Regions from separate parts of the Mus musculus genome. Here region 1 is linked to region 2. Evidence: chromatin contacts called from public HiChIP or PLAC-seq data. All regions are on one chromosome and are shown on one strand. The core of a region is the stretch at or near the end of the contact, and the rest is flanking DNA. Distances in the headings are between cores, read along the strand shown. Region 1 holds the start of Dcaf12l1 (DDB1 and CUL4 associated factor 12-like 1). Region 2 holds the start of Dcaf12l2 (DDB1 and CUL4 associated factor 12-like 2).

Evidence for each region. HiChIP or PLAC-seq counts read pairs in DNA pulled down with a chosen protein or histone mark.
Region 1: an H3K4me3 HiChIP or PLAC-seq map of stem cell-derived neural progenitor cells shows a contact between it and region 2, with 8 times the contacts expected there. The contact joins the promoter of Dcaf12l1 here to the promoter of Dcaf12l2 in region 2. A contact is called at or near these places in 2 of 39 promoter capture datasets (hippocampal neurons and neural stem cells) and 1 of 115 datasets of contacts at active chromatin or transcription factors (stem cell-derived neural progenitor cells).

The regions. Positions count from the first base shown.
Region 1 is chrX:44,787,604-44,791,477 of GRCm38.p6, forward strand. It overlaps Dcaf12l1 (DDB1 and CUL4 associated factor 12-like 1), which reads right to left and starts at 2,594. Exons shown (of 2, transcript NM_178739.6): 1 at 810-2,594; 2 at 1-690. The coding sequence starts at 2,316. The coding sequence ends at 811.
Region 2 is chrX:44,366,807-44,370,183 of GRCm38.p6, forward strand. Dcaf12l2 (DDB1 and CUL4 associated factor 12-like 2) reads right to left here and starts at 1,531. Exons shown (of 1, transcript NM_175539.3): 1 at 1-1,531. The coding sequence starts at 1,204.

The DNA.
Region 1 (3,874 bases), core at 1,344-3,843, 420 kb after region 2:
AAGGCAAGAAGTGAAAACAAGTGCACTCTTTGATCAATATGAAGACAGAGACTAAAAATGAAAATAAGGCTTGAAAGAAAAACACTGAGTTTTGGATTACTCTTCAACACTCAAATGAGCAGAATACTTGAATACCTAAACCATCCTCGTCATCTGAGATTTTTGATAGAAACACAAGATTCTACGACAATTATTTCCACATAATAAACTTTTTAGAAAAGTGAGTTTCGCACCAACAACATACAAACTATATACATACACCATGATCACAATTCATGAATGACACATTTCCAAAAGTAGGCAAACTGGAACATGGAATGTTTTTTTTTTCTTTTTTCATTTTTTTAACACTGGAACAAGTCTACAAAACTATGATTAGTATTCCTGAACAAATGTCCAAACTCTGTTTATTAGAAAATATCCTTAATATCTCACACATGATGAAAACTAAACTGCTAATAATAGTAACACAAGACTTACACAATTTTAACTTCATAACAGGATTTTCTTCCGTAATAGACTACATGGATCACTCACTCAAAAACAACACAGCTAAGAATTAGTGGAAAGTATATGCATGAAAAGTCCAAAGAACGGTGGGGAGACCCAGAAAACTCTCAAAGCCGACTTCTGGGGGTTCCATCTCTTTTTCTTCTGAGAAGCACACTGGATACTCTGGGGCAGTTCCACCTGGACAAAAAGAAAAAAAAATAGAAAAAGACAAGAGTTAAAACAGCATGCACAACATGAATTACAATTAGATTGAACTAAAAGATAAAACCCATACTCTGAGAAGGAATCTTGTCCACCTTAGCTCCAGAGGCCTGCGTAGTTGCCATGGAGGCCTGACGCCAGTGGTCCCCCGCCTACGAAAAGCTTCATCTCTGGCCAGTTGTAGCAGTGAGTGTAGAGCGCATTGGGGAAATCTTCTACACCAGCAACATAATTCTCTAGAAGATCATCCTGGTTGATCCAGCCACTGCCACAGGTGAGCTTGAGCTTCCTTCCAGAGGGCACAGGAAACATGTCTGGATTGGCCGCGGACCTTTCCTCAAGGAACTTCTGGGCACGGATGTCATAGAAGAGCAGAGAACCGTGGCCTGTTCCCACAGTGACAATATGCTGGTGGACACTCAGAGAACGAACACCGGTGCCTCCCTCTCTGGAGCACAGTGGCGGGATGTTCTGCTGGCCTTGGCGAAGATCCAGGAACGAAACGTGAGACTGAGAACCCACTGCGTAGAGGGAAAACTCATCACAGTAGGTGAGACACACGTTCTCACGGCAATAGGGCAGCCTCAGGGATAGCAGCCTAGACAGGGAGCTTCGGGCTTTCCACAGGTGGAAGTAGCCATCCAAGGACACAGCTCCCAGCTCCTGGTTTTTGTTGCTGAAGGCAAGTGCTCTCACTTTGCGGTTACCTGGATTGGTAGTGGCTTTGGGGATGGCCTCCATATCTGTAGGACTGATGTGAGCATACACAGGTAGTCCTGCATCCTTGTGCCAAGCAATGCTGCCATTGAACATGTCAGGATCCACCTTCCAAAGTGCCACGGTGCCGTCGCGGGAGCCACTCACAGCCACGGTGTCACTCATCCATGCAATGGCAAAGATCCAGTCCCTGTGGCCTTGGCAATCTCCTAGGCACACCGGATCCAGAGTGGGCAACTGGTAGACTGCCAGGCTATTGGGGTTTTCACCTCCAGTTGCCAAGAGGGTCTTGGAGGGATTCAGCTCCACAGCATGAATGCCACAGGAGGGCGGGCCACGAGACAGGTCGGGTACCCTGTCGCGCATCAGAGGAATGCGCATGATGTGGTCGGTCTTGACATCAACCACGAAGAGTGTGTTGCACTTAGTGCCACACACCACCTGCCTGGCATTGAGCCACTGCGATGCGAACACCTTATTGAGGGGGCCTAGGGTCAGCTGGCGCTCCCTCAGCAGCTCGGGTAGCCTGAGGACCCCGTAACTGCGCAGATCTCCCTCGAAGCCAGCGAGCCCCGGGTGGCCATCTGCGCCCAGCGCTCGGCCCTTCAGGTAGTTCACCATGGAGAGGTGAGCTACGGGCCGCCGCGGCCTCTTGGTCAGCAGCATGGACCCCTCTGCGTTGCCCTCCCCAGCTGTCGCCATCGGCGCTGCGGGGCCTGGCGATGAAGAAGTCCCGGCGCCCTGATCGACCTCGGCGGCTTTCCGCTTCCTGCTACCTGTTTGCTGCGGGCCCATGGTGGGCGGCGAGCGGTTGGAGGGCCCTGCAGGCTGCGGCGTCTCCTGCTCTGCGGGAGAGGGCTGCGTCTGGGAGTCGGCCTGACGCATGATATCACCGGGAGCTGGAGGCTAAGGAGCTAGTGAGAGAGCGATCAACCGATCAGCGGGGAGCCTACCGAGTCCGGAGAGCCTTGGCGGCAAAGGAGGTGGTGGCGGCGTGACCCGGCGAACAACGCGAGGTCGGGCGGAAAGAGCCGAGCGAGCTCGGGAGGATCGGCGCTGAGGCCGAAGGTGCGGCTAGAGAGAGAGTGGAGACTCTGCTGCCAACCAGCTCAGGAGTGTGGACTTCTGGGCCTTGAGCGACGAGTCCGTTGGAGATAAAGACTAGGGGCGGGTGGGAGGCGGCTCTGAGGGTGGTGTTGGAAGAGGGGGCGGGACGGGCTGACTTTAAATGACAGACGTGATGGGAGGTGTGCAAGGGTGAGCTTTATGGCTTGAAGATCATGGCAAGAGTAGTGATCTCATGCCCAGCCAGAAGGGGGCGGTAGGCAGTAGTAATGCCTACAAGGTATAACAGAGATACCAAAGCACAAAAGGATCTTGGAAAGGCAGGGATTCATTACTCTCTAGTTAGTGGTCCAGCATGCCCCCAGGATCCAACAAGTCAAACTCAGCCACCCCCACCACAGCAGTCAAATACTCTTCTTACTCCTACTAAGTCTGAAACCCAACATAGTCAATCTTGGGAGGAGGCAGTCAGCACCTTTTTCATTATTCTCGGGGAAGAAAACAAAAGTTTGCTTGTTGTAACTCAGGAAGACTCTTCACTAAGATAACTTGGCAGAAAATTAAATTGTTTGAAAATAACAATTTTCTTTTGAACAGTCATTCGGCTGCTCATGGTAATCTATTTTCAATGATTTTTTTTTCTTTTCTTTATGTTGTCCTCAAATTAAATGTTCTGTGCTGTTGCAACAGAATCATTTGAAGAGACAATATCAAATGACAGATCACTGGGCCTCAGATTCTATCTGCCCATGATTATGCCCAGGACTTGCTGGTAGATCAGGAGGAAGTGAAGCTGGGCGTTTTGGAGATCGCTTTTAGCTCAGAAAATTAAGGTAATGCTCTAGAACACTACAAGTGAGGAGCTGGGGGTGAAAGTTCCCATTGTCAGTCCTAGAGGCCCATGACCTTAGACAGAGCCCTCTGAGTCCTTGGGATAGTAATATAAAGGATAACCAGAAGTTTTAATGCAAAGAATGAAAGATAAAGAGAATTTTCTAAAAGCAATGAAACTTTTTGTTGTATTTTTGTTTTGGTATTAGTTTTTTTAAGCTTCAAGATATCACATATCATGACAGACCTATACTTGGTCGCTAAGTAACACTGACTTTAATTAGCGTTACATAGAGGCTAGTGCCTGATACTGAATCTAAATATATCATAATCCTCCTCCACAGAAAGTAGTTTGTTCAAGTACTGGGCAGGGCATGAATTCATTTTTTTTTTTCCTGACTGTACTGTAAGAATACTTTCATGGTGTTTTCTCCATAAGCACACCATCCCATTCTGCTGATTTTATTTCTAGTACCTTTTTTGAACCTTCACTTCGTATAAATTCCAAGTACAAGGTCTGAGTCTTTCTTTCCCATCATCCAAGTCA
Region 2 (3,377 bases), core at 281-2,780:
CAAGAAAAGAGTCTGGACTGGCTGAGGCCCTTTCCTCTAGGAACTTCTGGGCACGAATGTCATAGAAGAGCAGAGAGCCATGTCCAGTGCCCACAGTGATGATGTGCTGGTAGAAACTCAGAGAACGCACACCTGTGCCTCCCTCTCGGGAACACAAAGGTTTGATGTTCTGCTGGCGTTGTCTTGGATCCAGGAATGAAACGTGAGACTGAGAACCCACTGCGTAGAGGGACAACTCATCACAGTAGGTAAGACACACATTCTCCCTGCAGTAAGGCAGCCTCAGGGACAACAGCCTGGACAGGGAGCTCCGGGCTTTCCACAGGTGGAAGTAGCCATCCAGGGACACAGCTCCCAGCTCCTGGTTTCTGCCACTGAATGCAAGGGCTCGCACTTTGCGGTTACCTGGGTTAGTAGTTGCCCTTGGAATGGCTTCCATGTCCCTTGGACGAATGTGTGAATACCGTGGAATTCCTGAATTATTGTGCCAGGGAATGCTGCCATTGAACATGTCGGAATCCACCCGCCAGAGTGCCACGGTGCCATCACGGGAGCCACTCACAGCCACGGTATCACTCATCCAGGCGATGGCAAAGATCCAGTCCCTGTGGCCTTGGCGGTCACCTAAGCACACAGGGTCTAGGGTGGGTAGCTGATAGACTGCTAGACTGTTAGGGTTTTCACCTCCTGTAGCTAGGAGGGTCTTTGAGGGATTCAGCTGGATGGCGTGGATGCCACAGGTGGGTTGGGCACGGGTTTGTCCTGGCCCTCTGTCTCGCATCAGGGGAATGCGAGTGATCCGGCCAGTCTGGACATCAACCACGAAGAGCGTGTTACACTTGGTGCCACACACTACCTGCCTGGCATTGAGCCACTGCGATGCGAACACCTTATTGAGGGGGCCTAGGGTCAGCTGGCGCTCCCTCAGCAGCTCGGGCAGCCTGAGGACCCCATAGCTGCGCAGATCGCCCTCGAAGCCCGCTACCCCCGGGTGGCCATCAGCGCCCAGAGCACGGCCCTTCAAGTAGTGCACCAAGGAGCGGCGAGCCACGGGCCGCCGCGGCCTCTTGGCCAGCAGCAATGGCCCATCCGCTTGGCCCGTTCCCGCCGCCGCAGCCGCCCTCCCAGGCAACGAAGAAGTCCCAGCGCCCTGCTCGACCTCCGAGGCTTTCCGCTTCCTGCTACCTGTTTGCTGTGGGGCCATGGTGGGCGGCGGGCGGGTTGCAGAGGCGGCGGCGGCGCGGCTGCGGCGGCGCGTGGCACCCGTGGTGGCCGTGGTGGCGGTGGGGGTGGCTGTGTCTCCGAATCAGCGGGGGGTGACACTGGGCCCCAGGGACCAGGTGACTGAGTGATCCCTAGGGCACCGAGCGTCCTGGGTGCTTTGGTGGCCAAAGAGGCGAAGGTGGCAGCGTGGCTCTGCAAGGACTGTGAGCTTGGAAGGAGCAGTAAGCACTGCGTTGAGTGTGGTGGCAGTGCCTGGGACTTGGCCGAGGGCGGGAAGTGCTGCCGTCTGGGAGGTGGTGAAGTCAGTGTGGGGCTAGAGAGTAAGCTAAGAGACCTGAGGTTGAGAGGCGGAGAGAGTGGGAGGGGCTGTTGGCCGTGGGGTGCTGGGTAGCACAGGCCAGTCTGAGTGGGGGTTGGGAAGAAGCAGAGGGGATGGGCGCGGAGGAAGGCTGTGTGGAAACTCTGGGGAGATTCCTAGAGGGCTGAGCTCCAGTTAGCTCAGTAGCTAACACAAGTTTTGTTTTTGTTTTGTTTTTTTTCTTTCTACCAGTCTCACAGCAGCTCCCAACTAGCCTTAAAATCAAAACCTAAAATGTAGTCAAGCAAGGGATCAAAAGGAGCATTGAGCTTGACGCGTGGTAAGAAATAAATGTGCACTTGGTATTATCAGAGGACACTTCGACTAAGGTTGGTCTTTGAACTGGACTAGGCATAGAGGCCTTTCAACGTGACCTCTGTGGTTTCTTTCTGCGATTTCTGTGAAAGCCCCTCTGCAGATTGCGTTTTAAATTAGTCCAGCCTTACTCTGTTCTTGTTCCTTTTTTGGCCTCTGAACTTGAAGCTCCTGAGCGACTAAACTTGGAGCCCTGAAGGTATCTTGCTAATTCATACTCCTTGACCCCAATTCGAGGCAAGATAGTGGTAGGGAAATCTTCAAAAGGAAGCTCCTGAGTCTTCAGTGACATACTGATGGGAATATAGAGGTTACAAGTGAATGGCAGGATGCATTATTATATACTAACTCCTCAGGGACCTCAGAAGCCTGAGATGATGGGGTCCAGGATAAGGGCAAAGAAGAGGTCCTAGAAAGGAAGACATCCCTATATTCTCCAGGTGAGGAAAGTCCAATTCATGAAGTGAAGACCAGGACTTCTGTAGAGCTCTGTCTTATATTAAAGCCCATCTAAACATCTGGAAGGGACGTGAGAAACACATAAGATATCTGCTGTCAGATGGCAAAGAACTTTTCAGAGGAACAACACGACACAAATGTGAGCGTACAGAATTTAAGGGCTTGGCAGCCTCAAGACAGAAGAAATCCATAGCTGCCTTGAGACTCCAGTCTATCAATTCATTTGCAGTTACACACTGAACAAGACCAGTTTGAGTGGGAGACTGGTGGCTGTTACCAAAGCATATTGGGGTTTGTAACTTGGCATATCTGACCAATCACATGAAATAACAGCTATTTTGTTGTTCTTCCCTGTACACAACCTTACAGGTTTTGCAAAATTATGTCAAGTCTACAAATTTGAGCCTTTTTAATATCTCCCACTGAACTTCTTTGTATGCGTACATTCACCTCAATCATTTTCTCTGTACACAATGCAGTATCGTGGGAAAGAAAAGATGTCAAAATGGGAATATGAGGTAATATTATTGAAGAATAAGTGGTCAGAAATCCCTTCATCTACTAAAGGATTTTTCTGTTTTTATATAAACTTTATATAAATATAAGTTAGAAAACTATGATACATTGTAGAATAGGTTTTTACTATTGTGTAGAATAAAATGTACTGAAATTTTGGGGTTGTAGCTATCAGTCTGTATGTAAGCATACTGGATATGTAAAAAAAAAAAAGAGAGAGAGATGTATGGTCATTTCTGATAACATTTATTGAAATTTAGGTAGCTGATTTGTATTAAACCATTGAATGGCCGAATAAGTTTTGTCCTAAAATGTTTAAAATGAGTAAAGTAAAACTCAAAAAAGGTAATAATAACTCATGGTCTCACAGTCCATGCTGCAGCAGATATAAATCTTGATCTGACTTTATTACCTACCTTTTAAATGATTTGTACCCTGTATTATTCAAGGATTATAATTTTCGTTTCTTCAAAATATAACCTATCTGTATTGTGGAAACATTATC